3 separate regions of the Sus scrofa genome follow, and regions 1 and 2 are each linked to region 3. Evidence: chromatin contacts called from public HiChIP or PLAC-seq data. All regions are on one chromosome and are shown on one strand. Each heading gives the region's core, a stretch centred on a gene start, on an enhancer-like site or on the middle of the called end of the contact. The rest is flanking DNA. Distances are from core to core; before and after follow the strand shown.

Region 1 (4,172 bases), core at 441-2,940, 260 kb before region 3:
TTCTTCCATGTTGGTAGCTGCATCTCTGTCTTTGTTCTACAGTCCTAAAAAAAAAAAAAAAAAAATCCCCTGTGCTTCTCTACAAGCACAAACAATAAAGTATACTTACTGAGACATCTAATGGAATGTTTTATCTATTATACCCCATTTTATACATACACCTTAGGAGCCTGACACCTAGAGTCCATTAGTAAGATACTAATAATTATTGTTGAAAAATCTTGAAAGAAGGCCAATTAAGGAATGGTGGAGTTCCTGTCATGGCGCAGTGGTTAACAAATCCGACTAGGAACCATGAGGTTGCAGGTTTGATCCCTGGACTTGCTCAGTGGGTTAAGGATCCAGCATTGCCATGAGCTGTGGTGTAGGTTGCAGATGCAGCTTGGATTCCGTGTTGCTGTGGCTCTGGCGTAGGCCGGGGGCTACAGCTCTGATTAAACCCCTAGCCTGGGAACCTCCATATGCCATGGGAGAGGCCCTAGAAAAGGCAAAAAGACATAAAAAAAAAAAAGGAATGGTAAAAAAATAAAAACAAACAAAAAACACTGGCTCCGCATAAAATGATAAGAAGTGGGTTATAGGTGAGAGGGTAGGAACAAATAAAAGAGAATGAAAGACAGAAGACAGACAATGAGAGAGAGAGAGGAAGAGGAGAGAGGGAGGATGGGGTGACAAAAATATTAACTACCTTCAAATATTTGAAAGGTCCTATTAAACCTATTCTGTTTGCAATAAAGAGAAGAAACAAGGTCTAAGAGTGGAAATTATAAGGAGGCAGAGTTCGGCTTTCCAATAATTCTTGCAAAAGTGATATCCGTATTACTGGAAGTGTTCAAAGAGAAGTTGGAAAATCCCTCTCAGGGCTGCTCAGAAGATGCAGTTGCACAGTTGTGGATCCGGGCCAAACTTTAAAGATTTTCAAACTTCAATTTGCACATGAAACACCAGGGGTCTTGTTAAAACACAGGTTCTGAGCAGCAGATCTGGGGTGGTGCTAAGATTAAATATTTCTCCCAAGATCTGAGAGATGAGAAATGTTTGTGCTTTCTCTGTGGACACACATTAAGTCATTAGGAAACAGATGGTACTTAAGGCATCGTCTCATTGAAAATACTGAGTGTTTCCTCCATCAGGTAGTGACATAAAAGAAATCAAGAAAATCATAAGTCAAGCATTAGCTACACTACACTACATGTTCAAATTTCATTGATAAAATAGCTAAACCACCCTGTGTTTTGAGAGGCAGAAAATAGCTGAAAAACAACACTTCCAGAGATAATAACATAAGCGCTCGGATGATGATACTGAAATGCCTGTAAAGAAAATTGGCAGCAGTTTCAGATTCATACCCAGCATAGACAACTGTGAGAAGCTTGAAACTGAATGGAACTGCTAATATTGAAACTGGACCCTGCCAGCTAATAGCATGTTCACACAAGCCGGTGTTTAGGGACAAAGATTGAAGAATTTGTTGAGGGGAAGCATAGGACCATTTACATCACTCAGGCCCAGTGAGAATGGAACTACCAACCAACACACTTGATGGCTCTGACTTCCTTTGGACCTTTGGACTCAAGTAAACCCAGAACGGAAAGCGGACCAATTTTGGTTCCATCTCATGCTCCTTTTCATCAGCTTGGAGCTTGTGCTGCCCTGGAGAACACTGCTCCCTGTTCTGTGTGGACAGCTTGACCCCAGGCCAGTTGAAGGGCTGTCACTTGGTCAACAGGAAGTCAGCCTGGACAAAAGGTCCAAGTTTAGGAATGCCTCTCTGGATCTTATTTTGATACAGAGTCTAGTCAAACTCAGTTCCTGCAGCCAGAGACAGAATAAAAATGTCCTCACAGGCTAACTGCAGGATTTTAAAATATATTTTTAAAGTCACAATCCCCATAACGGTCATATGCAGAAACCCAACTGGAAGAAAGGCCAGAAAGAGGACAAGGATGTGAATGCCTTGGTTTAAATGACTTGCCAATTGCATTTAAAATATATGCTCATTTATGTTTTACTCACTAAAAGAAATTCATTCTCCAGGTAATTCTGCTGCGTGAGGTCACAAGAGGCCATTCTTAAGAATGTAAAGGTTATCTTTTCCTGGCCAAAATGTTTTGTGAAATTGGTGTACAGTGTGTGCATTTTAAAGGCGCAGCCTCACTCTTTAGGCATCACAAAGAGTTTCTGTGTTTCCTTCAATGCTTTCATCTCAGTGTACTTTCATGTTGTAAAGTATTGCATGCCACTGAAATCTTTGCAAGTTCTGTAGCTGAACAGATACAGTTCCAATCCCCCTTCTGCTGCTCACTGGGTGTAGCCCATGAGTTTGGGTTTCCTCATATTGAAAATGTCCTCATATTGAAACTGAACATGATCATAATTGAAAAAGAATAGATAAGGAAAAAGGAGACAACATAAGGGCACTGGAAAATTTTATCAGAATGCTCACAGGATTGCCCTGTGCATAAAAGGCCATCATGTATGTAAAGCTTCTTAAGCATAGTTAAGCCATCATTGGCAGGTCGATAATGGAAAGGAGCTGTTGTAAGAATTTTGCCTCATCAAAGTTAACTTTCCAGGAATCCAACTGATTATGTTCCTATGAATGTGATTTATGACAATATCACTTCCCTAGATAACACTGGAGAACTTGAAAGGAGATATCTCTAGATATCCAATCCTATGAATTTACCTTCCAAAAAACAACGTGCAGTTGTGCATATGGAAAAGCACAGGACAGTCAGACTACGGGAGATGAGACTATGGAAACATAAAAAAAATAAAAGAAAAAAAGTTTGAAAAACGAGCCAACCCAAATGATTGTAAAAGCTTAAGAACATCAGTGATTACTGCATGATATTAAAAAATCAGGAAATCAGGTTTTTGGAGGGGCCTTGACCCAGCATGGGAAAGTTCCTGAGCCATAGATCGAACCTGCACCACAGCAGTGACAATGTCAATTCTTTAAACTGCTAATCTACCAGGGAACTCTCAAATGAGTATTTAAACATCCCTGACCCATGCAGTGCCCTGCACTAGATGCTTAGGGAACTAGAAGTGCAGGGATTTTGAGAGGTAGAGGATTGCGATGTTAAGTGAATGGACATTGGAGCTGCACAGCCTGGAGTTGAACCTGGGTTTTGCCACTTACTACGTGATGTTGAAGAGTTCCAGTTTCCCCATCTGGAAAATGGGGATAAGAGCCTGCTTATTTTATAGGGCTCTTGTGAGAGTAGAGGAGCTACTACGTGAACGGTATTCACCACAGTGCTGTATGTTCTAAGTGCTTTGAGCAGTGACAGTGTGCCTGGCACTATTCTATTTATTTATTTTAAATTTTTTTTTAAATTTTAGCCATGCCCACAGCATGGGGAAGTTCCCTGGTGGGGGACTGAACCCACGCCATAGCAGGGATCTGAGCCATAGGAGTAAAAATGCTGGATCCTTAACCTGCTAAGCCACCAGGGCACTCCAAAAAATTTTTTTCTTGATTGAAGTATAGCTGATTTACAATGTTGTGTTAATGTCTGCTATACAGCAAAATGATTCAAATATATATATATATATATATATATTTCAAGTTTATATATATATATATTTTTTTTCTTTTTCACAGTCTTTTCCATTATGGTTTATCTCAGGATATTGAATAGAGTTCTCTATGCTATACAGTAGGACCTTGATGTTTATCCATTCTACATATACTAGTTAGCCTTCACTAATTCCAAACTCCCAGTCCTCTCCTCCCCCACCCTATTCCTGGCACTTTCTAACATCTATCTTGTCCCAAACAAGGAAAGGTACTAAGGAAGGACAGTGGGAGTTCTGACCTCAGAGGACAGTTCAGCTGTGCTCTTCAAATTACCTATGGGCCTGCAGAATCATCCTGCTGCTCTGTCTGTATCCTTGGAAACTATACTTCCCACCCAGGCTTCCTTACCAAATGTGTTCCAAGAGGTTTGGCCAGTGGGAGGCCCTGGCAGAATGGGCTGCAGAGAATACAATGTATTTCCTTCTGCTACAGTGTCTCCTGCTGGTTCAGCTCAAACCAGACAGCTCTTATGTGGTGCCAGTTTTACTAGATTGCCAGACTTCTGGTTATGGTAAACCACCCCCCTTCACCCCTCCAGACCTGGATCTGCTTCAGTTCTTTGTTGTCCTCACATCTAGGTCCC
Region 2 (4,205 bases), core at 132-2,631, 440 kb before region 3:
GAAAAGAATAAAATTATCTTCAACAAATGCTACTCTTCCCCCCACTCCCATGTTAAAACAATTCTCTATTATCTGATGAAATGACATAAGTTCCCCTGGTGCTTTGTAACATGGAAAATAGATAGCACACTGCCCAAATAATCAGACTTAGACCCACCCAGGAAGAAAGATCTGCCTCAAGATTTGCTGTTATTTTCATCATGGGCCAAGTTTCAAAAAGAGTCCATTCAATGCTGCCCCCGTTTTTTCCGAGTTATCCTCTGAGAGCCTATATGCATGCCTGTCTAAATCTCAACACTTTCTACAAACTAACTCCACCTTTCATGTTAAATGGAAAAAATGAAAAGCAAAGTAAGTTACTCTGCACACCTGATCTTTGTGATGTGGGAGAGAAGACACCTCCCCCAGTCTTGTGGTCCCTCCTCCCCTGCATGAAATCCCTAGGATGTTATCTTATCAAGTCTCCTGAGTTTAAACTCCATCTCTAAGTCATCTCTCCAGACTGGTCCTGCCCTTTCATTACCAGACTCATGGGTTCACCTGCTTACTCAGTATTTTCACATGCACATCCCAGAGACACTGCTCCCCACCCCCACTGACCCTTCCCAGCCCCATCTATCTTATAAATGGCAACTCTTTAGTGGCTCAGGTCCTCAAGTCTCAAGTCATCCTGGACTCCTCTCTTCCTTTTCTCTTCTACATTTGCTCATTAAGTTCCATCAATCCTACCTTCAAAATCATTCAGAATTCAGTCTTCTTCTCACCTGTGTGTGTGAAGCCCACTGGCCAGCCCACTGGCCTCTCTCTCCTGGGTTACAATAGCCTCTTCACTGGTCTCCCTGCTGCCACAGTAGCCCAACCATAGCACCATGTCAACTTATAAAGAGGAAAAACGAGGAACGAAGTGACCCCCCAAGAACACAGTGACTCTGATATTTACAGGCCACCCAAAAGTATATGAATTTTAACTTATTTAACAGTTATGCTACAGTTCACTTTCACTTTTTAAAAAAAGTGAGTCATTGTGCTTTATTATTTACCTTTTCTTCAGTCACTATGCTGAGCCAGAGATTTTTTTAATCACAAAAGACAATAGCTAATCCTTAGTATAAATCCATTCAAACTTTACAACAGTCCATCCTATTTATGAGGTTAAGAACAGGCATGCCAAAAATTAGAGCCTGTGTACGGAGCCATGGGAAGAGGGTGATCTTTGGAGGAGAGAACCGGATTCTGGCCTGGCTTTTGCTACAAGTTCATCCTGAGACCCTGGGTTAGTCATGTGACTGACCCCTCTTGGCACTGAAGTCCCTGCATCTGTTCGAAATGGTTGGATTAGGCAGTCTCTAAGGTCTCCTTCTGTTCCAACTTCCATGACTGTATTCATCAGGCAACTTTGTCGGCCAGGCTCCAAGTTCTTTGAGGCCAGGAACATGACCCAGTTATTCACACTCAGGCCAAATCCACAGACCCGAAACATTGAAACCGTCTTTCCAGACATGTTCAGGACAGATCAGAGAGCCAGCAAACGTAGAGAGAATCATTCCAGGAGCAGTCTCAGAGATGCATTCAACAATGGGCCAAAATTACATGTCAAGATGGTAGAGGTAGGGCTCATGAACCCAACTTGATTCCAATAAATAGGAAAGATGACACTAAGTTTTGGACAAGGTTATAATGAGAATTCATTCTTTGCAGACCTGGCTGCTCTCCGAGCTAACAAGCTGAGAAGGATGACCCAATATTTGGGAACAGTTACTTATGGAAAAGCTTAGGGCTTAAGGTTTCTAGGTCTTTGTGTGTCTTAGTGAAATCAACTGGGTTAAACATACTGAGGTCCACTTTGGGGAAAAAAATGATTGACTACAAAAGGTACATAATCATCCATGTATCTCAGAACACCTTAAAAACTTTATACAAAATATATGCAATAATCATTGCTATTTACAACAATTAAATATTTCAGGCCATGTTAATAGACAAGTATGTGCCTCAAATCCTGCTATTTGCATACTACTTTATACTAATCCATACATTTAAAAAATGACACTTCGTAGTTTTCAAGGCAGAGATCAGAAAAATATTTTCCTTGGAAGAGGTAAATCTCTTTTATTTCTGAATGTCCTCAGGTTAAGAATGTTAACAGCTCATGGATGAATTACATTAGAGCAATATATAATCGAGTGGCCTCTAGAACTCATGTTGCTTGCCTCTTTTCCCGCAAGGAAGTAAACATCCTGAAAGTGGACATACTGTCTATTTTCTTCACTGTTTTGTATTCAATGCCTGGCACAGAGCCTAACATGCAGGAGGTGCTCCAATATTTTTGATGAATGAATTAGTGTCCCTTGGCATATATTAAAATGGTTCCATAAACAATTGTTTATACTGAAGCAGAAATTAAGGCATCCCCATAAAGCATAACATGAATTCAGGCCAAGTAATAAAAAAACATGCAAGCAGCATCCTGATACTTCTTAGAAGCCTCCAAAGAAACAGTAACTCCTTGCACTCAGTTTCAGAAGTCCTAAAAACAAAAGCATTGATGTGCATGGTCTGACAGTTAAATGGATGAAGAGAAGTCACTGAGATGGACACATGACGGCGTTCCATCTTTGAGCTAATGTTTTTCCTTGAAGCAGATTCTATTCCTTTTTAGGACAGAGTGGACATCCACTACTGTTCCGTATTTTGGTGAGAAAATGGATGACAAAGTCAGGCTGCCTGACTCAGAACCGGACACCTGCTACTTTTCTAGCCCCGTGACCTCCAGTGACTCATTCAAACTTTCTGAGCCTTAGCACCTTCCAAGTTTAATGTGAGGCCCCTCACAAGATTTCTGAAGAAACAAAGAGAAAACCTATGTTGAGGCACAGGTATAGTGCTGAACAAGGAATATATGCAATGAGATTTAGCTTTTTTTCACTGAGATATCACTGTTTACTGCTGACACGGTGAAGAAAGAGAATATTTATCTTTCCTAAGGAAAATCTCCCTTCAATGAAAAAACAAAAAAGTTCATATAAACTGATACGGCTCGAGTCCTTTTTATTCCCAACTCTGAAAAGGCATATAAAAATTCCAATAGAAGTGAGGTGAACTTTTAAATTCAAAATGGCTTCAAGGGTTGCTTTGTTTAAAATTTACACACACTGTTAACAACCAAATTTGAATGAGTAGGATCAATTTATTTTTCCTAAATTTATTTTAATGAAGTATGGTTGATTTATAATGTTGTGTTAGTTTAAAGTAAGGTCAGTTTCTAATACGAATCATCTGCCATTCTGTTTGCAAGTGCTAAGGAAATTCTGAATGTAATTTGAAAAATGACACCCTATTTTATTCCCAAGTGTCTTTCAACTATGCCTTCATTCAGTTAACTTCATTATCCATCTACTGCCTTGTAGTGTCCTTTGTGACTGATAGGCTACCAAAAATGATTCTTATTCAATGTAATGCTTCATCTTTATTACTATATATGATTATAATTTCTTAGAGAAAGAATAAAATCTAAATATAGTCTGTTTTTTCAATTATCCATGGGCAGATTATTTACAAGTTATACTTTTTAATGTGTACTATATAAAGCATTTGTATTCAATGTAAGAAAAAGAACCTCAGGACAAACATAAATGATTCTGGATAATTCATTGTTTTAGTTTATCTTGGCCACCACTGCCCTCCTTTGTAGATAATTGAATTGGCAGCATCAGTGAGTACTGATAATGTAGGTAATAATTCTTTCAAATCCTAAATCAAAAGGGTAGTTTTTTCAAAGGCAAAAATTCATAGAGCCATGCATGTTAACTCAAAAATTGTAAAACCTTCTACACAGACTAAAACCAATATACTTCTCACTTTGTTTTTCTCCAGTCTCATAAGGAAGTAATGCTTGATTCTAGATGTAATGATAAAAGTTTGGGGCCTTCATTCACGCCATTCACATAACATGGCGATCCCTTACATGTTAGCGGTGAATTTGCTTGCATTACTAAGACCCATCAAATATAAAACAGGATTATAACCCTACCATGTCACTTGTAACTGTCATTGCAATAATCTAGTAAAGCATCCTTGGTGTGTCCTGTTGTCTCTAGGCTGTGGCTTGGGCTCCCAGGGAAGCTGGCCCTGAGATGGAGTTTACAGCACTCACCATGTGTATTAAGGAAAGGCTTTGGGATCATCTCCTCTGAAAAGGAGTGGAC
Region 3 (4,019 bases), core at 180-2,679:
ATTATCCATCCTCTTGAAATTTAATGTCTATTAGAGGTTGATGCTCTGAACAGCAAGGCTTTACTCAGATATCTGATTCCACATGGTATATATTTCCTGACCAATAAATCTACACACACACACACACACACACACACATACACACACACACACAAATTCACATGAACAAATTCTTTGCGAATGTCAACTTGAAAAAGAAAAATTAAAAACAAAAGCAATCAGAACCCAATTTACCTCGGTCCACCCCTCTTCTTTTCCTTTTTAAAAGTGCTTTTGAATGTTTGAAATCTGAACATCAATAGCTGCTTCTATAAGCTTTTTCTAGCCCCCCAAACAATTACTTACTAACATATCTTTTACATCTTTTATTAGTATTAGTAATCCTATAGACTGATAATCTCTAGAAGGCTAGAGATTATAGTTTTCATGAACAAACAGGCTTTCAAAAACATTGTAGCTAAAGTTTCTCTTTTGTAAAATCTCTGCTAAAGAAATAGAATCTAAAGTTGTGTCTCCTTGTGTGACTATGTAACTTTTAACAATGGCAATAAAAGGTCAGTATTCATAGCAAACTGAATACCATATTTTCAAATATCCTAACAAAGAATCATGCTACCACCTGTTTTGCTCTAAGTTACGGATCCTAATTATCTATCACTCTTTTGTTTAGAGGCAAATGACCTATAATCTTCTTGTAATAATAGTTCCACAGATTAATATAGCAAAAAACAAAACAAAACAAAAACTCTCCTCCCCCCAAACACACACACACACACCAGAGGAGAAAAGCATTTATAATTTCCAAACAGAAAAGCAAACTTCACTTTTGCTTTCTGAATGTGTGCTTCCTGGGAACAAACTTAATCTTTCCATTTGCATTGCTTCCAGATTCATTCAGGAACTATGTGTTTTGCAATTAAATGGCACTCCATATTTAAAATAAAAATTGGCATTTTGTTTCTGTTTCCATTTTCAAAGAGCATATTTTTTAATCACATCCAAAATAGTTCAGCATTTTTCCCACTAGTACAAAAAAAAAAAAAAAAAAACCAGCAACACAGACCCTCAATACACGTCTCCTAACACACGAGTACCTTTTTGCTCTTGGTCTCCTGTCAGCTCCATCTGTACTCTTACTGTGAACAGCTATAGCATAAAAATGTCTACTCACATGCTTTTGATATTACACTATTTAATCACATACAGCTGTGGCTTAGGAGACTGTTACAAAACACAATTTTAATGTAGTACTCGAAGCCAATTTTGGATAAACATCAACCATTTACTCTGAATAAGAAGTCCAACACTAAAAAGATTTTCTTTTAAAGGAAAAGCCCGATTTTCTTAGAATTTGGCATGGGCATAATTGTGACTGAGCCCTCTTCTGCCAAAAAGACTGATAACGTCAAAGAGGATTGTGTGAATCATAGTAGTGCAAAAACAAAGCTTTCCAGAATTCCTGGAGCCAGAAAGACCTGAAATGACTTGCATTCGCCCTCCTCTTCTTTGGCCTCTGTCCCTTCCAATGGCCCCCACGTCCAACCCGAAATGCTTTTTATTATTTGATGGAAACAGTTTTGAGTTATAATTCTGTTCTTCTTTTTCCAAATGGAGAGAAAGTGAAAGGAAAATGTGTTGGAAAGATACTGTTAAGAGAAATATGCATGGTGTTTCCTTTAAGTTTGGAATTATTGGGGAGAAAAAAACATGATATTTTTACGTATCTACTCCTTTTAAGTAGGCACTAGATTTAGTGTTGTGAAAACAGTGACTACATTATAGAAAAGAAAAGGCCAATGATAACAAAGATTTGAAGGAGTAAAGAGAGAAAACAGCAGCTGAAGAGGGAGAGTAACCTCTTTCTGTATTTCTCTCATTTCAAACCAATTAAAATAGTATACATTCTAAAATGAGACAAGATTTATCATAGTTTCATGCTACCATTGCCTCCGCCCCCCACCCCACCTCCAAAGTGTAAGAAATATTTGGAGTTGTAGCTAAAAATACTATTGCTGGAAGATTTTGAGAAAACCAGTTCTGTATGTTTCAGGCTTTCAAAGGAAAAGAGTACTTGGGAGTTTTCAAGGCTGTTTTCAAACTGGCAAGTTACCAACTCTGACTATCAATGCAAATCTGAGGCAGGAAGTACTAAGGAAATTCTAAACTCACTCCCTCCCTCAGCAAAATTTTCTACATTTTCATCTGCAAGAAATGTGTTAAGGGTTGTTTGGTTTTGCTTTTGGAGGATCTGTACGTTCACATCTTTAAGAATATCCTTTACCCCCTCAGGAGCCTCCTTCTTCCTTTGGCAACTGCTCAGGCCTGGTGTTTTCAAGGGTCTGCTCTTTCCATGGCACAACTGGGCCCAGCTAGACTTTCACAGCCGGGCGGCCGTCCAGCTGCAGATGGTTGGAAATTCAGCCTGAAATCAGTGTGCCGTTGATGGATGACTCTTTCCACCTGACCCCAACTTCACACCAGGCTCTGAACAGAATCTGAGCACCACCAGCCAGAGAAACTTAGTCAGGGTCCTATGGTCTGAAACCTTCTCTTCAAGGTCTTCTGGGGAAGCAGATGGCCAAAGAAGGAAGGCGGGAGATGGATGAAAGAACAATGTGATAAGAAACTGCACTGAACTGATGGGAACAGAGTGAACTGGTAAGGCTCTGGAAAGGAAGGAAAGGCAAGCTTGCTGTGTGTGCTTGGGGGAATTTTTAAGTTTTATAAAGATGAGTAAAGTTTTCCAAAGATCACCTAGGGGAGAGGTATCTATTTCTCAACTGTAAAATATCAACTCATCAGACTGTGACTATGTTTTACTCTTTTGAGGTTTCCCAGTTCAACTAAGTTGTTTTGCCAAGAAACCTCCCCAAAGTGCCTCAGTACAGATAGAAATCCACCCTGAGTCTCACAGGGCAATAGCAACAGGTTGGGTGTTTGGAATGGGCTGTAACAAAATTCCTGAGAAATATTAGGTTACAACTCAATCAAACATCATCATGTATGTGATCATTAAGCCAATAAACTACTTTCAGCTCTCCTTTCTCTAAAACTTGGTGATTATTCAGAGTGGCCTGCCAACAGCAAATTCATTTTGATGAAACTCTTTTTGAATCCAGTTATGTCTCCTCTTTAAATATTCTGACTTGTCACCAAGATTTCTTCATTACTCCTAACCAAAAGTAATGTTCCTTTTAAAATTGCTTCTTTTAATAGGAAAAAAAAAAAAAAAAGGCCAAAAAGAAAACTGAGAAGTGACAACTTTTAATATGAGGTCTGGAAGAGAAAGCAGATTATACCCATATTACTACAAGGTATTGCCACAAGTCAACTATAGGTTTTCCTTGTATTTGACTTACACATAACTTTTCTAATATAACATTTTCAAAGAAACAAAAGCATAAATATCTTATTTCCATTTTTTTTCTCTTTAAGCAACAAAGAGATTGCTTCTAATGTGATGGGTAATAAGAGAAAGAGAAGACAGGGAAGGGAGACGCGGTTTTTTTTTTTTAAACTTTAAATGCATTTGAGAAAATGGAAGACATTTACATGTATTTAAAAATCCATTTTTATTTTGTTTTATCGTAAGAGCAGCTGCATCTAAAATACATGTTTTGGCAGAACAAGAAGGGTCAGTATTTTGGCACTTTCTGAACAAATACAATAATAAACATTTTACTTCTTTAAAGTCCTGTGAAGATTTTCCACCCAAAACTAATGTCAGCAAACAGCTTTTGTGGTTAGTTAAAAACACCTACATTTAGAGACTAATTTAGGACATGGTATCACCAGAATACGATTTTTGTTGTCAACCATAAATGTCTTTTCTATAACAGAATCATTTAAAATAGCAGTGATTTTTAAATTGGATTATAAGTGCAAGCCAAGGCTAAAAGACCAGTGGATTTTATGAATTCCATCTAGGCTTACCAAATAAATAATAAGCAGCGTGCATTTACTTCAAAATTATGACAGGTTCTATCTTGAGATATAAGTATGAAAGGAACAAAAAGTGG

What was found. HiChIP or PLAC-seq counts read pairs in DNA pulled down with a chosen protein or histone mark.
Region 1: a contact with region 3 is called in an H3K27ac HiChIP or PLAC-seq map of skeletal muscle, with 4 times the contacts expected there. The contact joins two enhancer-like sites. A contact is called at or near these places in 8 of 47 Hi-C or Micro-C datasets (alveolar macrophages, embryonic fibroblasts, fetal skeletal muscle and 5 more) and 1 of 2 datasets of contacts at active chromatin or transcription factors (skeletal muscle).
Region 2: a contact with region 3 is called in an H3K27ac HiChIP or PLAC-seq map of skeletal muscle, with 8 times the contacts expected there. The contact joins two enhancer-like sites. A contact is called at or near these places in 6 of 47 Hi-C or Micro-C datasets (embryonic fibroblasts, fibroblasts, heart right ventricle and 2 more) and 1 of 2 datasets of contacts at active chromatin or transcription factors (skeletal muscle).

Annotation. Positions count from the first base shown.
Region 1 is chr13:15,971,284-15,975,455 of Sscrofa11.1, reverse strand. The region is part of intron 6 of RBMS3 (RNA-binding motif, single-stranded-interacting protein 3); the gene reads right to left. Among named protein-coding and RNA genes, the nearest start is that of TGFBR2, 810 kb to the left of the region's middle. Within about 2 kb of position 1,690, at least 6 of the 83 cell types and tissues checked have an H3K27ac peak or open chromatin away from gene starts, as enhancers often do. A contact at or near this core is called in skeletal muscle, where this site is marked.
Region 2 is chr13:16,151,422-16,155,626 of Sscrofa11.1, reverse strand. The region is part of intron 7 of RBMS3 (RNA-binding motif, single-stranded-interacting protein 3); the gene reads right to left. Among named protein-coding and RNA genes, the nearest start is that of TGFBR2, 630 kb to the left of the region's middle. Within about 2 kb of position 1,381, at least 11 of the 83 cell types and tissues checked have an H3K27ac peak or open chromatin away from gene starts, as enhancers often do. A contact at or near this core is called in skeletal muscle, where this site is marked.
Region 3 is chr13:15,714,396-15,718,414 of Sscrofa11.1, reverse strand. The region is part of intron 4 of RBMS3 (RNA-binding motif, single-stranded-interacting protein 3); the gene reads right to left. Among named protein-coding and RNA genes, the nearest start is that of RBMS3, 750 kb to the right of the region's middle. Within about 2 kb of position 1,429, at least 29 of the 83 cell types and tissues checked have an H3K27ac peak or open chromatin away from gene starts, as enhancers often do. A contact at or near this core is called in skeletal muscle, where this site is marked.